Linked DNA regions of Ovis aries: region 2 is linked to region 1. Evidence: chromatin contacts called from public Hi-C data. All regions are on one chromosome and are shown on one strand. The core of a region is the stretch at or near the end of the contact, and the rest is flanking DNA. Distances in the headings are between cores, read along the strand shown.

The links. Hi-C and Micro-C count contacts between places; a contact is called where the count stands out from the background.
Region 2: a Hi-C map of muscle shows a contact between it and region 1, with 4 times the contacts expected there. The contact joins two enhancer-like sites. A contact is called at or near these places in 3 of 16 Hi-C or Micro-C datasets (muscle, omental adipose tissue and tail adipose tissue).

The regions. Positions count from the first base shown.
Region 1 is chr13:43,585,010-43,588,956 of ARS-UI_Ramb_v3.0, forward strand. The region is part of intron 1 of LOC105611101 (a long non-coding RNA gene); the gene reads left to right. Among named protein-coding and RNA genes, the nearest start is that of AKR1E2, 100 kb to the left of the region's middle. Within about 2 kb of position 1,267, at least 12 of the 54 cell types and tissues checked have an H3K27ac peak or open chromatin away from gene starts, as enhancers often do. A contact at or near this core is called in muscle, where this site is marked.
Region 2 is chr13:43,810,154-43,813,677 of ARS-UI_Ramb_v3.0, forward strand. No RefSeq gene overlaps it. Among named protein-coding and RNA genes, the nearest start is that of AKR1E2, 320 kb to the left of the region's middle. Within about 2 kb of position 1,743, at least 40 of the 54 cell types and tissues checked have an H3K27ac peak or open chromatin away from gene starts, as enhancers often do. A contact at or near this core is called in muscle, where this site is marked.

The DNA.
Region 1 (3,947 bases), core at 17-2,516:
TCAGTCTATTTGGTTCCCTAACTACCACTGTTGAGGCAGATATTTTAATTTGGTTATGGCCAAGGCAAGGCTGTGTTTATCACATTGCCCACATTTTTCCTTCAGACCAGCACATGTAACTGAATTCTATGGGTGCTATTGAAAGCATGTCTAAGAAAGGCATTGGGCCTCAGTGTCTTTTACTGACTGTAAATAAATTGGTTGTGAGACTGGAGATCTGAGGGCTTTATTATATCAAAGCTGGCTCTGGGAAAATGCTGAATTTCGTAAATAATAACAGCCAAAAGAAACTCAGATGTGCCAACTTCTGAAGCAAATTGGGACTTCGAATAACTTCCAAAGGAAGAAATGCTTTTACCAGCTGTAGAATTAAAATGCAGATGTTAGTCACACTTTGCGCTCTTCATTAAAATAAAACACTGACAAATGCAAAATCATTTGTAAAAGTATGTGTGTGTGTGAGTGCTGTGTCTATTCTGCATGTCCAGCTCTTTGTGACCGAATGGACTGTAGCCCACCAGGCTCCTCTGTCCATGGGGCTCTCCAGGCAAGAACAGTGAAGCGGGTAGCCATTCCCTTCTCCAGGGGATTTTCCCAACCTAGGGGTTGAACCCCCCCATCTCCTGCAGCTCCTGTATTGGCAGGTGGATTCTTTACAGTCTGAGCCACCACATACACACATATATATATACATACTGTGTACTCTTCATATAGAAAACTACATGTATATAAATATATACACAAACATAGACATGCATTTAAAAAGCATAGTACTAGGAAAAATAAGATATATACAAGTGTAGTAAAGTACATATGCAATATAAAAGTACACATGTAACATTAATATTATTAATACATATAGTGTTTTAACACATACAATGTAACATTGTTAATATTAATAGTGTACACTCACTATATAGACTAATATATTTTAAAATATATTCTATATTAATGTATAATCTTCCAATGCACATTGTACTATATACTAGTATGTTTTTAAAAAACCGAAAGAAGCTTAGGTTCTCTGTGTGTCCCTACATGTGACATCCATATTTTTCCTGGTTTCTCTATCTGTGGTCACGGTATTCTTTATCTGAGAACACATTTCTCAGTGCAGTCTGAAGGTCACCAGGCTGGGGATCTCTGAGGAGAGGAAGGACCACAGGATTTTGTGATTTTGTAAACAATCTCCTTGGAGATTCCTACTAAGAGCGGATGAAGGATCACCAGGTACTTACTGAAGGTGAACAGTAGGGGGCAGAGGTGTCCACAATTCTGTTTTGCCAGCTCTGCTGCTCTGAGGCCAGGAACTTTGACTTCAGACTGCTTACCACACAGAGTTTTTAGGTGAAGATTTCTTGTCTGTTCTCTTCCCAGCCTTGAAACAAATAACTTTTTATCTTGGTGAAGGTAATACAAGTTCTCCAAACAAAATTTGAAAAATATCTAAGGTACAAAAATAGAAACAAAACCAAAAATGACCACTGAAATTTCCATCGTCAAAGAATAAATATTCTGATAATATTGTATTAGTTGCCTGTATACTTGTGTGTGTGTATATGTGCACATATGCAAAATTATAGTATGTACATAATGAAGTGAAAGAAAGTGAAATGAAAGTGTTAGTTGCTCAGTTGTGTCCAACTCTTTGCAACCCCGTGGACTGTATACCACCAGGCTCCTCTGTCCATGGAATTCTCCAGGCAAGAATACTGGAGTGGGTTGCCATTTCCTTCTCCAGGGAATCTTCCTGACCCAGGGATCGAACCTGGGTCTCCTTCATTGCAAGCAGATTCTTTACCGTCTAAGTCACCAGGGAAGCTTATGTACATAATACATACAATAACATATCAAATTACATTTTATATATCCTATTTATATCATATTGTATATATCATATTCATTCACACACATACAGTTTTCAAAAATACAGATTGCTCTGAAATACTCAATTACATTTTGTTTCCTTTCTCATCTAATCTGTGTCTGGGTGGCCAACAGATAAAATTCCTTACAAAATATACCAGGCTAAGCACTCAACCAAAGGAGTTCAATACTGTAGTGGCCTCAGGTTACATGAAGGAAAAAGAAGATGTATTTCCCTTTTCTTTTTTTCAGCACGTCTGGGTCACAGAGACCCAGGCACCAGTTCATTACAAACTCACGTTCTATTATATTTGTTGCAAAAAGCCTCAAGTTGCTTGAGAATGTCAAAATCTTAACACACTCTATTGTCTGCGAGCTCTGGTGTGATGTTCACTACTCTTGTATGAATTTTGTGCCTTAGAAATGTCTGTCTTGGATATTCTACCCTCTTGAAGACATGTTTCCTTCAGGTTTTACTTGAAATATTTTTTATTTTTTTTTTGTTCCCTATTGGGTAACTAGGAAAGCTTGACTAATATAATTGTTTAGACTGCCAGGAGTCAACAGTCAGAAATTAGATCAGCTAAACTGACTCTTTCCCTTAATAAATATTTAGTGAAATCCTACTACCATCTGACTCGTGGACGAATGTTAAACAAGGTGGACTCTGCCAATGTTCTAGCCTCTGCCTGAAATGCCAGTCATGGCAACAAAGTGGTGTTTTTCTCCATAACTTTTATGTACGCTAAGAAAAACCTTATTCTGAGTGTTACTGACTTAGGGACACAAGCCTTTGAGAATTTGCAGGTCTACAGGGAGGCTGGGAGTGTAGTTAGTCCCAGGGTTACACCTCAGAGTACCTGCCTTGTGCTCTTGGGGCCTACTGAAGTGTTGTAAGGCCTTCCCATAAACACTGAGCCAATTAATTTAATCAAATTAACTTAATTCAGTTAACATCAGATTCTGTGAGAGAATTTGTTAAATATTCTTGTGGATTAAAAAAGATCTTCTCATTCAAGACATGTTACTGGAAATCAGATATCCATGTGCAAAAAGTAAACAGCATTAGGAAATAAATCTTACTTTATGTGGCACTGCATGTAAAAAAGCAAAACTTTAAAAATGTAGAAGAAAAATATGCAAGTCTCTTTATGTCCAGAAGGGAAAAAACAATTACTTAAACCAACTGTAAAGGAAAAAAAAATGAATGCAGTCAATTTATCAATAAACAAAAATTAGTATATTAAATGGGCTTCCCTTGTGGCTCAGATGGTAAAGAACCCATCTGCCAATGCAGGAGATGGAAGAGATTCGGGTTCAATCCCTGGGTCAGGAAGATCCCCTGGAGAAGGAAATGGCAACCCACTCCAGTATTCTTGCCTGGGAAGTCCCATATGGATAGAGGAGCCTGACAGGCTACAGTCCACAGGGTCACAAAGAGTCGGACACGACCGAGCAACTGAACAACAACAGCAATATATTAAATATTTGATTAAAAGTCCCCAAATAACAAGCCACAAATGGGAAGAATCAATAGATTGACAGTGCATGTAATCTCTAAATAAAACTAGCAGTCAAACTACTTGAAGTTCTCTAACACAGTTCTTAGAAAAAGAACGGGAAAGGGGGGAAAAAGTGAAGAATAAGAAGAGCAATTCACGGAAGAATTTTTATCAGTCAATAAAGTGATGCAGAAGTGTTAAAATAGTGAAAAAAGTGGAAATAAACTGAGTGTTGATTAGCAGAATAGATGAATATAGTTTTGTATTTGTAAACTATATTATTTCCTGAATTTTTGTGTTGCTGAAATTGTTTATTAAAATAGTCTTTCCTGGTCGCCACGAAATTTTTTCATCTTGTTTTATGTCCCTGGATATGTTCTAGTGTTTTTGAGTTTATAGTCTATGGGAACTTGAATAGAATTTGTATCCTACTGTGTTTGAAAATTATATAAATCTCGATTATGTTGAATTGGTTCATAGTGCTTTTCAGGTCTACTATATCCTTCTCCTTTTCTGTATATTCATTCTAATAATTTTTGAGAGTTTGATATAGAAACTTCAACTAAAAATCTTAATTTA
Region 2 (3,524 bases), core at 493-2,992, 230 kb after region 1:
GGAAAGGTGCCATCTGGTTTCATAATACTGATGGAGAAAGAGGGAACGGCTGTGAATGTGCTGGGAGAGCTCTCGGTGAGCAGGGCTCCACTTGGAGAAGAAGCGCCTTCACCTTCATGGATGTGGTTAAATGCCGGGCCGGCCAGGTGCAGCTGGGCCGGCACAGGCTCACATGCCCGGAGGATGGGTGGAGCCTGCGCACACAGGAAGCCAACTCAAGAAAGAGATGTCAGCATGCGGGGTTGGGGGGTTGGGGGAGGGGCGGGATGTAGGAGAAAGGCAGCAGCGGTGAAAGAAATAGGAGTCAGGACAGGCACAGTTTTTAAAGGGTTTTGTTTTTGTTTTTTGACACTGCTTTGCTGTTTGTTTTGTTTGGCTTTTGATCACTACTGGAAGATGAGAAATTCTTGCCACCGTAGTTAGCCTCATCAAACCAAAACATCCCTCTCTGGGCATTTGAGAGCAGAGTTTCCTTGTCCTGCAACTGAAACAAAGATTCTATTTCTCAGCTTTGAAAACTCCACAGGCCACTCGCTGGCTCACTCACTGGCTTCTGGATAGAACTGCAGGTGCATAACTGGACTGGCTGTGTAGTAACGAAGCATGCACACCCAAACACACACATACAGAGAAGCATGTGCCCACACACCAACACACAATACATACAACCAACACCCAGGCATTCACAGATAAATGCATGTATACACAAACACATATACACATCAAATGCACACACATCGACCCAGTAGATATATATACATCAAATATATATACCCCCCCACACACACAGGAAAACATGTGCTCACACACCTACACACAACCACCCAGGCACACACAGATAAATACATGTATATGCAAACACACATATATACATCAAATACACACGCATGGTCACAATAAATATATATACTCACACATGCACAGGAAAACATGTGCCCACACACCTACATACAATACACACAATCAAACACATGCAGACATACACAACAATACGCATGCCTGAAATCACACACATATACGCATAGTCAAATACATACACATACAGCCATATATACACAAACAAAACATAGACAAGCACACAATCACACATTCACAAAATATGTGCACAGACTTGCACATGTGCACATGCAGACACACGTATGTGTGCATTAGGGAGGCTCCCAGCCTTCTGGGTAGAGAGTTCCAGCCACCCAGATATCTCCTTTCTCTCCTTTCATGGGATAAAAACACAAGATGCAAATAAATATACAAGTACCTCTCAGAGTCGACCTAGTGTGAAAGGGCGTTTTGTCTCACGAGCCTCTGCCTGTGAGACCAGGGCTGATATTCTGATGTAGCCCCCGAAATGCCACGCAGTGACTCTGCAAAACCTAAGCAAGTGTTCCAAGACGTGCCTGGAACAGGCAGGTGAGATCCTATAAAGATAAATATAACGCTCTTCCTGGCACTGGCGGCTTTCACATCTTATCAGACGCCCTGTTGTAGCAACAGTCTCACTCTGTTTTCCCTCCTGCTTCCCCAGAAGATGACTCAACCCGCAGACCCAGAAACCACGGCCCAATTACAGCATTCAGAATGGCTCATGTGGAGCGGCTCTCAGCTCCTCTCCGATTGGATCCTGCCTCTCCGGGCTAAATGCAAGTTAACTGATTCCTAAAAATACCCCCTGACGTGAGTCATCCTCTTGCAAGAGCCCTGGGGAATGTTTTCCAAAGAAACAGTGAGGCCCAGCGAGGAGGGGGTTGCTCCCCAGTGAGTCATGTCAGTGGTGCACAGAGCTGTGTCTCCCCTGTTCCCAGGCTCTGGGCTGGGCCGCCGGGCAATTTGCTGAAATGCAAGCCTGGCAGCAGTTCCAACTCCTCCTCCCACACCCGTTCCCAAAATGAAATGAACCTGGGCCCAAGGAGAGGTGCAGGTCAACAGGATTCCCTTTCTCTCTACGAAGAACAGAGGAATCCCTGTGCCCGGGGCTAGCCGTGCAGCTCTGGGCTGGGTCAGGAAGCCTGTTCTTACTGCGTCCCTTTCCCGATGCAGCACTGAGGGCTAAGATCTGGCTGGCCCCCACCCCATCCAGTCGATGAATGGAGAGGGCGCTGGGGCTGTAGACCCTGCACCGCTCTTACAGACCCTGAGATGGGCAGAGTCTGTGAAGCCAGGACCCCTCTCTGAGCGAAGCAGCTGATCCTCCCATGGCTTGAGGCTTTGCCCTTGCCAACAACTGCTGTTCCTTGTTAGCGGGTCCTAGAATGCACATGAAATCGAAAACATTCACTCAGAGTGGGTTTTCAGATGTAAAAGTGTGTCCTGTGATGGAAAAGAACTTTATAACCTTCCTGAAACGAGGCAGCATGAAAGATCAGTGACCTCACAAGGACACCGATGTTCACCTAGTACGAGTGCCTCTGCGTGCTTCCTGCTACATCGACTTCACAGCAAGCGTAGAGACACCCCGTGCCTGTGCTCCCCCACTGGCCCCGAGACCACCCTCAGGCGGCACGTGCAGGGTGCCACAGCCGCTGCCCTCCAAGTCAAGATGCGATGCCTCAGCTGGACCACAGACAGAATGAGGATGGAGCTCAGCTGTGTGTGGATGCAGCTGAGGACAGCCAGAACTTCTGAAGCTCACAAGGCAGCCCTCTGTGTACAGCCTCCTATTAGGAAATGTGATATTCCTTATCGATCTGGGGCTTGAGTCGGGGGTCGATCTCAGAATGGGAAGGAAGGGAAAGCCAGCTAAACCAACAATCTGAGAAGGCAAGTTATACACACGGAATCCAGACGACACCACAGTGGGTGTCATATTGCCAGCAGGCCTCCAGGCAAACTGATTTAGTTCATTAAAATTAAGATGAATCAAAAGCAACATTTTCACTTCATTCAAAGCATCAAACTATCACAAAATCTGCTGCTCTGTGTGCGTCCTAGGTGATGCCTCCTTTCTGATGTGGCTGGAGAATGAACTAGTCCCCTTCCAGGACTTTCTGGATGAATGAAGTGTCCTCTATGCCAGGACTTTTAAAAAATTTAGCTTACATTTTCATAGTAGTTCTTTAAAAATGGGTATTAAAATTCCCTCTGTTTTCTGTCTTTATCATGTAATTCTATAACATCTGTCCTACCATCAACAGTGTGAAATTAGTACATTAAGAAACCATAAAAATTTGGAATCAGGCTTGGTGAAGTCTGTTTTTTTTTAATTATTTATTTTTCATTGAAGAATAATTGCTTTACAATATTGTGCTGGTTTCTGCCATACATCAACATGAATGGGTCATAGGTACAAATATGTCCCCTCCCTCCTGAATCTCCCTCCCACCTCCACCCCTTACCTTCCTACCCTTCTAGGTAGTTACAGAGCCCCAGTTTGAGTTCCTTGAGTCAGAGTCTGTTGTTTTATTGCGATCTTTCACATTGTGTCCCAGTGATAAATCCAGATTGTGTTTGTGGCAGCGAAGTTCAGACTTGGCTCGACATTCATGTGTGACTCTCCTTCCTCCCCTTATACACTCCATCCCACCCTGGAC